Linked DNA regions of Sus scrofa: regions 1 and 2 are each linked to region 3. Evidence: chromatin contacts called from public HiChIP or PLAC-seq data. All regions are on one chromosome and are shown on one strand. Each heading gives the region's core, a stretch centred on a gene start, on an enhancer-like site or on the middle of the called end of the contact. The rest is flanking DNA. Distances are from core to core; before and after follow the strand shown. Region 1 has its middle 440 kb from the start of RUNX1. Region 2 overlaps RUNX1 (runt related transcription factor 1). Region 3 overlaps LOC106505851 (a long non-coding RNA gene).

What was found. HiChIP or PLAC-seq counts read pairs in DNA pulled down with a chosen protein or histone mark.
Region 1: an H3K27ac HiChIP or PLAC-seq map of alveolar macrophages shows a contact between it and region 3. The contact joins two enhancer-like sites. A contact is called at or near these places in 1 of 47 Hi-C or Micro-C datasets (heart right ventricle) and 2 of 2 datasets of contacts at active chromatin or transcription factors (alveolar macrophages and skeletal muscle).
Region 2: a contact with region 3 is called in an H3K27ac HiChIP or PLAC-seq map of skeletal muscle. The contact joins two enhancer-like sites. A contact is called at or near these places in 1 of 47 Hi-C or Micro-C datasets (skeletal muscle) and 2 of 2 datasets of contacts at active chromatin or transcription factors (alveolar macrophages and skeletal muscle).

Annotation. Positions count from the first base shown.
Region 1 is chr13:199,073,512-199,076,778 of Sscrofa11.1, reverse strand. No RefSeq gene overlaps it. Among named protein-coding and RNA genes, the nearest start is that of RUNX1, 440 kb to the right of the region's middle. Within about 2 kb of position 1,523, at least 20 of the 83 cell types and tissues checked have an H3K27ac peak or open chromatin away from gene starts, as enhancers often do. A contact at or near this core is called in alveolar macrophages and skeletal muscle, where this site is marked.
Region 2 is chr13:198,577,093-198,579,915 of Sscrofa11.1, reverse strand. The region is part of intron 1 of RUNX1 (runt related transcription factor 1); the gene reads left to right. Among named protein-coding and RNA genes, the nearest start is that of RUNX1, 57 kb to the left of the region's middle. Within about 2 kb of position 1,250, at least 6 of the 83 cell types and tissues checked have an H3K27ac peak or open chromatin away from gene starts, as enhancers often do. A contact at or near this core is called in skeletal muscle, where this site is marked.
Region 3 is chr13:198,833,219-198,836,339 of Sscrofa11.1, reverse strand. All of the region lies in intron 1 of LOC106505851 (a long non-coding RNA gene), which reads right to left. Among named protein-coding and RNA genes, the nearest start is that of RUNX1, 200 kb to the right of the region's middle. Within about 2 kb of position 1,694, at least 19 of the 83 cell types and tissues checked have an H3K27ac peak or open chromatin away from gene starts, as enhancers often do. A contact at or near this core is called in alveolar macrophages and skeletal muscle, where this site is marked.

The sequences.
Region 1 (3,267 bases), core at 274-2,773, 240 kb before region 3:
TTGTGGGTCCCTCAGCCCTGGGTTTCCAACCCTCAGAGTCAGGAGGATGGCTAGACAAAGTAATGGCACTTCTCTCTCCCACTGACTGAGATTAAATGAAAGCAAGAGATTATGAAGCAATATTTGTGATTTTCTTTGTAATGAAATTCAGAGCATTTCTAAAGGTTCTATACTTCAGTATTTGCTCTGGGCAAAAAGAATAACCAAAAATAATAATGATACTACTACTACTAATTTGGAAGACGTCTTGGCGAGAATCTTGGCACGGCTGTGTGTGTGGCTGCTGGGTTTGCTGCAAAGATTCTATCGGAAACCTGCAGACAGTGGTTTGCCCCCAAAGAAGCCTTGTTGTGACTTACACAAAGAGCGGAGGCTTATTTTTCAATTCAGGGGAATTTTTCCAGGTTAAAAAAAAAAAAAAGAAGGTAAGCATATTTTAACTCTGCCTGATACAAAGGATAGGCTTCTTTTGACATTTATAACCTAAAAAAAAACAAACACAATTTTCAATTTATCATAAACTTAAAGGGAAATATTAGGCCATCTCTTTTGTAAGAGGCAACAAACAAAACAAAACAAAAACAAACAAAAAACAACCAACCAAACCTGAAAGGCCCAGTCAGAGTTTTGTCTCTTAATTTACATGCATTTTCTTCAGCAGAAACCACCTACAGATCCTAACCCAGGTACAAGGTTTCTAGAGCCAACATACCCTGCAGAGAGGTACTGGTCTTGAGTTAACATCTTAAATGGGCAGTGTCACCCATCTGCCTTGGAAGAAGCTTTCCTGATACATGAAACCACATTTTTGTATCAGTTCCCATGAAGACACGCAAACGACTGGAAGCTACATCCCATTTGCTGCAGAGGTTTTGCAATATCTCCTCCGTGGAGGGACTCTGTGGATTCGTGGGAGGGAAATAAAAGGAATGGAAGAAGTGTGGGAAGTTTGTGTTGGGAGAGGCTTGTCTAGCCCGGTAGTGATTAAAATATTATAAATTGTGTTTTGTCTGAGTGGCTCACATGGTTTTCGATGTTATTCCAGTTTAAGGTTGGTTGCTGATGGTGGACGTGGGAGGCAGAGAAGTCAGTGAAGTTCCTAAGATTACAAGGCAAGTGGCCCCCAATCTGGGTGCAGCTTGCCCTCCTTACTCATGAAATGTGCTTTTCCAGGTTGAGCCCAAGACTGTTCAGTGAAGAAGTTTCAGGAGTGGCTGCTTTGGGTGAATGTCAGGGTTTTGGCACTGACTGTGATGCTTTGGCATTGACTCTCTGCTGTGATCATTAACAGTCATGGGTTCAGTCTCTCCTGTTCTATGTGTGTTAACAAGATACAGAGGAAAAATTCACCTTGCTTGTGTTCAGGTTGTGTCCAAAAGGGCTGCAACAGGTCATGTAAACCTCTGGCCCGGGAGGAGTGGAATTTATCAAGAGGTGTTTCTGCAACTCAGAAGCTCTGTGCTTGTGACTGCCCAGCAGGCTGGCAGATGCTGCTGTTTGTCTGTGATGATGAGACCAGCAGCATGTGGTCTGTAATGCAGAGAAAACAGGAAATCCTCCTTCTTACCAAGCAGGCTGTGCAAAAGGGTCTTGCTCTCCTAAGCAATTTCTTTCTTTCTTTCCTTCTCAATCTGCTGCCCCTCCTTCCTCCCCAAGGCTTTAGTTTTGTGACTATAATAAGACCAGTATGGTTTAGATTAACTCTCAAACATTACTGTTCCAAAAAAAGAAGGTAAAATGATAATGGCAATCAAGAAAACATTTTGCAGTCTGGTAGTTTCTTGCAAAGTGAAACAGAGTCTTACCATGTGATCTGGCAATGGTGTTCCTTGGTGTTTACCCAAATGAGCTGAGAAACCTATGTTCACACAGATATTTATAGCAGCTCTATTCATAGTTACCAAAACTTGAAAGCATGTCCTTCAGCAAGTGAATGAATAGAGTGCTATATCCATACAATGGAATAGTATTCAGCAATAAAAATAAATGAAATATAAGCCACAAAAAGACACGGAGGAACCCTACATATGTATTGCTAAGTGAAAGAAACCCCTCTGAAAAGGCTAATACTATATGATTCCAACTCAATGACATTCTTGAGAAGGCAAACTGTTGAAAAAAAGACAAGCAAAATATCAGTGGTTGCCAGAGGTTGAGGGGAGGGAGGGAAGGGTGAGTGAATGGAGCACAAGGGGTTTTTAAGGCAGTGAAACTAATTCTGTATGATACTGTCACGGTGGGCATATAACACCAGACAACTGTCAAAACCCATAAAATATACAGCCCAAAGAATCAACACAAGTGTAACCTATGGACTTTCGTTAATAATAATGTAATATTTTTAGTTGTAACAAACATACCACACACTAATACAAGACGTGAATAAGAGGGGAATATCGTGGTGTGGGAAGGAGTCCATGGGAACGATCTGTACTTTTTGCTCAATTTTTTTGTGAACCTGAAACTGCTCTAAAAGTAGCTATTAATTTAAAAAGAACATTTTGAGAGGTGAAAGGTGGTCAATACAAATAGTCTTTTGCCAGGTGGAATGTGAGCAAGGGGCTCTGGGCCAGGAAGGCTTCTTGGAGGAGGTGCCATTTAAGCTGAGACCTGTACTCGTGGGATGGCAGGGTGTGTGAGGCAAGATCATGAAATCACGAGGCTGGAGCTTAGAGCGAGTGAAGGTGAGAGACTCTACGTGGATCTGGGACAGTAAGTTGGATGTTGAGCATATGGGAGCCTAGAGGACATGGGAAAATTTTCGGTTTTATCCTGAGTTGTAAGCAGGGAGGGCAGCACATTCCCAGACTGTGAGGACCATGTTGCGAGTGGCAGAGGACCTCAGATCTGAACTGGAAGTGGATGAATTCAAGGAGTCCAGGAATTTGAGGAAAACAATATTCCAGTTTGGGGGAAACAGCAGGATTCAGTCCCTGAAAGAATATGGATTTGGGGGGAACTCAGGCTGAGAGGTTTTATCAGAGTCATCTTGTGCTCAGGTGATCCTTATTGCACCTAAGATGCAAAATATGGCTGGATCATTGGTTTTGAATAACTTTTCTATTTTCTTTCTTTTTCTTTTTTTCTGCTTTTTAGGGCCACACCCACGGCCTATGGAGGGTCCCAGGCTAGGAGTCGAATTGGAACTACAAATGCCAGCCTACACCACAGCCACAGCAAGGCAGGATCCGAGCCACATCTGTGACCTAAACCACAGCTCATGGCAATGCTGGATCACTGACCGAGGCCAGGGATCGAACCCATAAC
Region 2 (2,823 bases), core at 1-2,500, 260 kb after region 3:
TTATGTCTCCAAAAAAATTTTTAAACCTTAAAAAGAGTTAAATAGGTGAATATTGCAAATGGAGGCAAGAAATGAAGTTCACTCATGGGAACAGTGAAGTCATGGTTTTAAAGATTAAAAACAACATTCTTGGATAACATGTTGGATGGAGGGCATGAGCAAAAGAAAAGAGGCGTGAGAGAATCAAATGTTCTTTAGCGTAAGCAACCTGGAAACTGCAGTTGTTGTAGAAGCAAAGAGGAACATGGGAGAGAGAGATCTATATCTTGTGTCTATATATATCTCTACATCAATATAAATTTGAAGGAAAAGATCAAAAGTTTAGGAGATAACAAAGAATTTGAAAATACTGAGTAGTTATTGCTAATTATACCAGTGCAGAGAGCAAGAACCACGTGACCCTGGCAACACTCATGAAATAACTATCTTTGTTCCCCACGGAACCTTCCACACAGTAGGTATATGGTAAATGTTTGCTGTTTGATTGTTAGACACTAGTTTCCAGTGAAAATCATGGGATCATCTTCCCTGCAGATTTGAAAAGGTCAGTAGTCTTGAGTTTCCTTTTTTTGGATGGAGTGTGGCTCTACCCTGAGGTAAAGATCACTTAGATGCCTTTCAACCTAGTATTTTGAGATGTTTCAGTGTCTTAGACATTAAGACCTAACTCTGTAGATCATTTGCTTTCATTTGGATTTCAGTTAAAGAATCATTTGTGTAAGAGTCAAGTGTAAGTATGGCTCCAACAGCTTTGGGGAGAAGCTTATCCCATTTCACCCAATGAAGATGAAGACACTGAACTAGAATAGAACAAGGTGGAAAATGTCACTTAGTGTTAGGCTACCAGCTTCCTCTTTCTGTTGAAGGATATTAGTGTTGAATTCCTGAGACAAACCTAGTCTTACAGGAAGGTCACATTTTTTAAAGGAGACATTTTCATCAGGATCTTCATGGTTTTTTGCTTCATGGAAGAGAAGACCCAGGAGAGAGAGGAAGGAGCTAGGTCATCTACTCATTTCCACGTGCTTCCTATGGGGTGAGGGCCTAACCACGTGTGGTCACACAACCCAGTACTGAAGCAGCCGACCCCTTTCATCTTGGTCCCCACATGGCAAACACTCGCTGGCCTGTGTGTTTTTAATACGACTCTCTCTTCCAGGGAGTTTGAAACACACGTGTTCCTTTTAACTCTCACCAGCCCCTGAGATCTGCCAGCCAGAAAGACTATTCTGGAAGGAGTTTGGAAAGGTTGCGGGGAAGCTGTTTTGCAACTGCTCAAGACTCAGGAAGCTCAGGTCTCTCCAGGTTATACCCCTCACCACTCACACTCACATGGCAGAGCTCAAAGGCCTTGCTGTATCTTGGTTTTGTTGCCCATAAAACACAGATAGTAACACTTGCAAAGCAGACACTAAATGGAATGCATTTTGTGATCTTTGGAGAAAAGACCGCCTGTTAACATGTGCTGACAGTGTGCTATTCTGGGGCAGGCCTGGAGCCACGGCCCCACATTGCCACCAGAGTCGTTTCTGGAACCGGCGCCAAGAGCAGCCTGAGGCCTCCAGCCTCCAAGCTCAGTCTCTGGGTCCAGCTGGCAGGATATTAAGGGCTGATCTGCCCAGCTGTTTATGCCCTGCTCACCCAGAGGCCTGAAGTCAAACCCCCCAGTGCTGGATAGTCACTGCAAGTCACCAATTCCACCTTACCCTAGACCTCCTTACTGCCATGTCCCTGCCTCCGGTCAGGTCTATAAAACATCCTATTTGTAGGGCAGAGCAGTAAGGGCTGGATCCTTTAAAGGGAAGGGCTTTATTTTGGAACAGAGATTCCCTGATTATGCTTCATGGGTGGACATTTAGTGGGATAAGAGGGCTTGTGGTTTGTTTTGGTCTTGAGAAGCAAGAAGTTGATGAGATGCGTGTTGGATTGATGAGGAGCTGGCTCCTTCCCTGCTCTGCAAAGTTGAGGTTCATGGTGCCCAAACCCGAAGAAAGATCCTCTGGGGAGGAAGACAGATGGTGGAGGGAGAGGGGCGTTGCCAGGAACCACTGCGGTTATCTCTGCAAGTCACACAGTGGTCTCTGGACATTGTGTGGTCCTGCCTAGGAAGGACCTCGGGAAATGAAGCTGATCTCGGTGGCCTCTGCTCAGGGCCCCTTTTCCTAAGCTCCTTTCTTCTCCCCCCCACCATCCCCTCTCCCAGCCCGTCTTGCTTCCCTAAATATTTTCTAGAGAGGAAATCAGGGCAGCAAAGATATTAATTTTAAGGCACTTAACCCTTTCCTGATGGACTCAAAATTTCAAAGAGGAATATAGAAGGAGGGGCACCGCTGACACCAAAGCATAAATCTTGAGTGGCAGATGTTCAGGTAATGTCACCAGGGCAAGACAAGGCAGGTGGAGAGGAAGATAAGATGGAGAGAAAGATGCTGCTGGGCAGATGATCACTCACTCACTGCTGGGCCATAGTGTGAGGCTGGCCCTGACCTTTCCAGCTGTCCTTGCAAACCCCCTTTTCATGTGCATCCCAAATATACAAAGAAGGCCAAAATGAGGACCACAGGCCAGCATCCCAGACAAAGGGCAAGGACCAGATAGGTGATGGCCTCAGATTACCAAAAACTATCTTAGAAAGGCAGGATCAAAACACAAGGCCTGGCTGCCCCCACACCAATCTGCACTGAGCCCCAAACAAGAGGAAATTGATGGGAGTAGCAGCATGGAGAGTTTAAGATAGAAGGAGCTCCAACCAGAGAGGCATTCCTGCTGGTTGCATAAGCCCTTCTCTTTGAAGGTCTGGAAGGTCTGACGGGTTCTATCAGT
Region 3 (3,121 bases), core at 445-2,944:
ATGTGGTAGATATACTCAGTGGAATACTACTCAGCCCTAAAAAAGAACAAAATAATGCCATTTGCAGCAACATGGATGGAACTAGAGACTCTCATCCTGAGTGAAGTAAGTCAGAAAGAGAAAGACAAATACCATATGATGTCACTTATACCTGGAATCTAATATATGGCACAAATGAACTTTTCCACAGAAAAGAAAATCATGGACATGGGGAACAGACTTCTGGTTGCCAAGGGAATGGGATGGACTGGGAATTTGGAGTTAATATATGTAAATTATTGGAGTGGATAAGCAATGAGATCCTGCTGTATAGCACTGGGAACTATAGCTAGTCACTTATGATGGCACACGATAATGTGAGAAAAAGGAATGGCTAGTCACTTATGATGGAGCATGATAATGTGAGAAAAAGGAATGTATATGTGTATATGTGACTGGGTCACCTTGCTGGACAGAAGAAAATTTAAAAAACCCTGTAAACCAGGTATAATGGAAAAAAAATAAAAATCATTAAATAAAAAAATAAAGTTATCAAAATGCTAAAAAAAAAAAATGAAAGCACCCTTTTAACCCTATTAATCAATTTTATAACTCTTAGTAAGTCCCGGAGACCTGACTGATGTTTGTTCACTTCCCACAAAATAGTAGATAAATGTCCACAAGAGAACAAGTATTCTGTCACTTCCTCAGTGTCTCTGGTAATATAAGAGTTTTTAAAAAATGTTCATGTGTGTTTGCACACACAACAATGCACATATAAATCAAAGACGTCCCCTGAAATAAAATGCTGAGGTCATGTGAGCATATTTCAGCCTTTAACTTAGACACTTAGGCTGCATGCCCAGCTATGACAGAGTCCATGTTTATAAAGTTAATTTAATTTCAGTTGTTAGTATCAGTTACCATCATCCCAGATTTAAAACCACCAGCCCAGAGACTTGCTCTGAGTTCTTGCAGCCCCTGGTAGCTCTACCAGGCATCTGGCACTTTTACGCAAACTCCCTCATATTGTTCCTGGACCATCTATTTCAACAGGCCTTTTCTCTTCATTTTATTACAAATTCTTGAATCCAAGGATCATGTCTGATATTTCTCAGAATCCTCGTTAATGTCTAGTCCAGAAGCCTGTTCTAGCAAATGCTCCAAAAAAAGTTGTTGATTGATTCAAAATGGATTTTCAATTTTATGAAAAATATTTTTAGAGTAAAGGAAATATTCACTTTTGCGTTTGGAAAATAAGATGAATATGGCTAAAAAAAAAGTGGAAATGGGGTGACATGTTATGGGTTGCAAATTTCCACATCAACGCATAACTTCAATATAAAATCCCAACCCAACTTCATGAATAAAATAATGAGACAAAATAGGGAGATGTGACAAACTGAGTTTAGTATTCTCACTTCTTCAAAAAGTTTTTCCACCATAATCAATGGAAAAAAACAGAGTTGTCAGTCTTTTTTGAGAGGAGGAGGCATGTGTGTTTTCTCTCTCCCCCCTCCCCTCCTCCCTCCTTCCCTCTTGTCCCTTCTGAAACTGAGTCAGACCAGCCATATTTCCAGTTAGAAGTTGGCACTGGAGCCCAGCAGCTGTTCAGAAATGTCCAAGTGGACAGCAAATGGCGTTGATGGAGTTAACGGCAGTGACTCACTTGGGACATTCACAGCAGGTCAGCTGAAACCATCCCTTGCTGTGAAGAGAATTCAGTCCCATTGGGCAAAAGCCCAAGAAAATGAGCTGAGGATGATAACAGCATAGTGCCTCTCAGTTGCCACTGGTTGCTTTTCTGTTCTCAGTTTTCACAATTTTTTTAGAGATGGATTTTTTTTTTTTTCTAACGCAATCAAGAACAGTGATGGGAAGAACAGGCTGAGCAGCTGTTGACTTTTTGAAATCACAGAGGGGAGGTTTGGTATCTGGAAATGCTCAACACAACTTGCCTTGCAAGCTTTGACGATGACTTTCACATATAAAATTATGGGTCAGAAGCAGGAAGCTGAGGACTCTTTATGCCAGTAAATCTAGCTTTGGCCAATGTAAGATTTAGGGGATTTCAGAAAGAGTTCATTCATGTAGAAACACTTTTCTACAAAATATTATGATAGTTTTAAATGTACTGAACTGAGCAACAATAAAAACAAACCAAAAAACATACGAGAAATCAGGCATGTTCATATTTTGTGAGCTTATACTTTTTCCTTAACACAGGAGGAAATATATAAAAATATGTTAAAGCTCTTGGGTGTTTTTGCATTATAAAATATGGCATGATTACCTATAATGGAAAATAACCTGAAAAAGAACATATATATTTATTTTAATATATTTATATCTATCTATATACCTGAATCATTTTGCTGTACACTTGAAACTAACACAACCTTGTAAATTAACTGTATTTCAATAAAAACTACAAAAATGATATGAAAGAATAATAAAGACATATTTAGAGAAAAAAAACCATGATCACTTGAAATATCACAATCTTTACACAAGACCTATTTCTATTTTTGTTTTTTTCCAAATTATTTTCTAAAAACTCTATTAAGACAGATATCTTAGATTTGTTCTTTACAGGTAGAAATTTAACAAATGAGGAATAATAATTCCTGATATTAAGGGTCACTAGACATAAAGTTCATTTCCCTAAAATTCTGGCATGAGATCATAGTTTCCACATTTAGATGAGAGCTTGCTTCCATTGCACTTATTTGGTAGAAAAATCTGATTTGGCTATTTGAATGCACTATTATGAAGTTCCTCTTTGTGACTGAACCCCAAAGCTGATTCTGATAGTTTCAGACCAGGCTGAAAACAGAATTAAAAAATGAATTAATTTTCTTTCCTGAGAATAAAATATTTTCACTGAGTAGACTTCAGTAAAATAAATGACAATCAAATGGTATAGCTTGGTAGGTACTTTAATGGATTAAACAATTTTAAAGTGAATAGTTTGAAATGAATTCAGCAGTTTTTTTCAGCTAAGGTCCTTTGAGAATACATATTCTAAGTTCAAAGGAGAATAATTGTTCTTTCTGTATTTTTAGAGAGGACTATGGGTGTGGTGGGTGCAGGGAGTTTCATTGCTTACCCTCTGTCTAACTCATGGTAATGCTTAATAAAT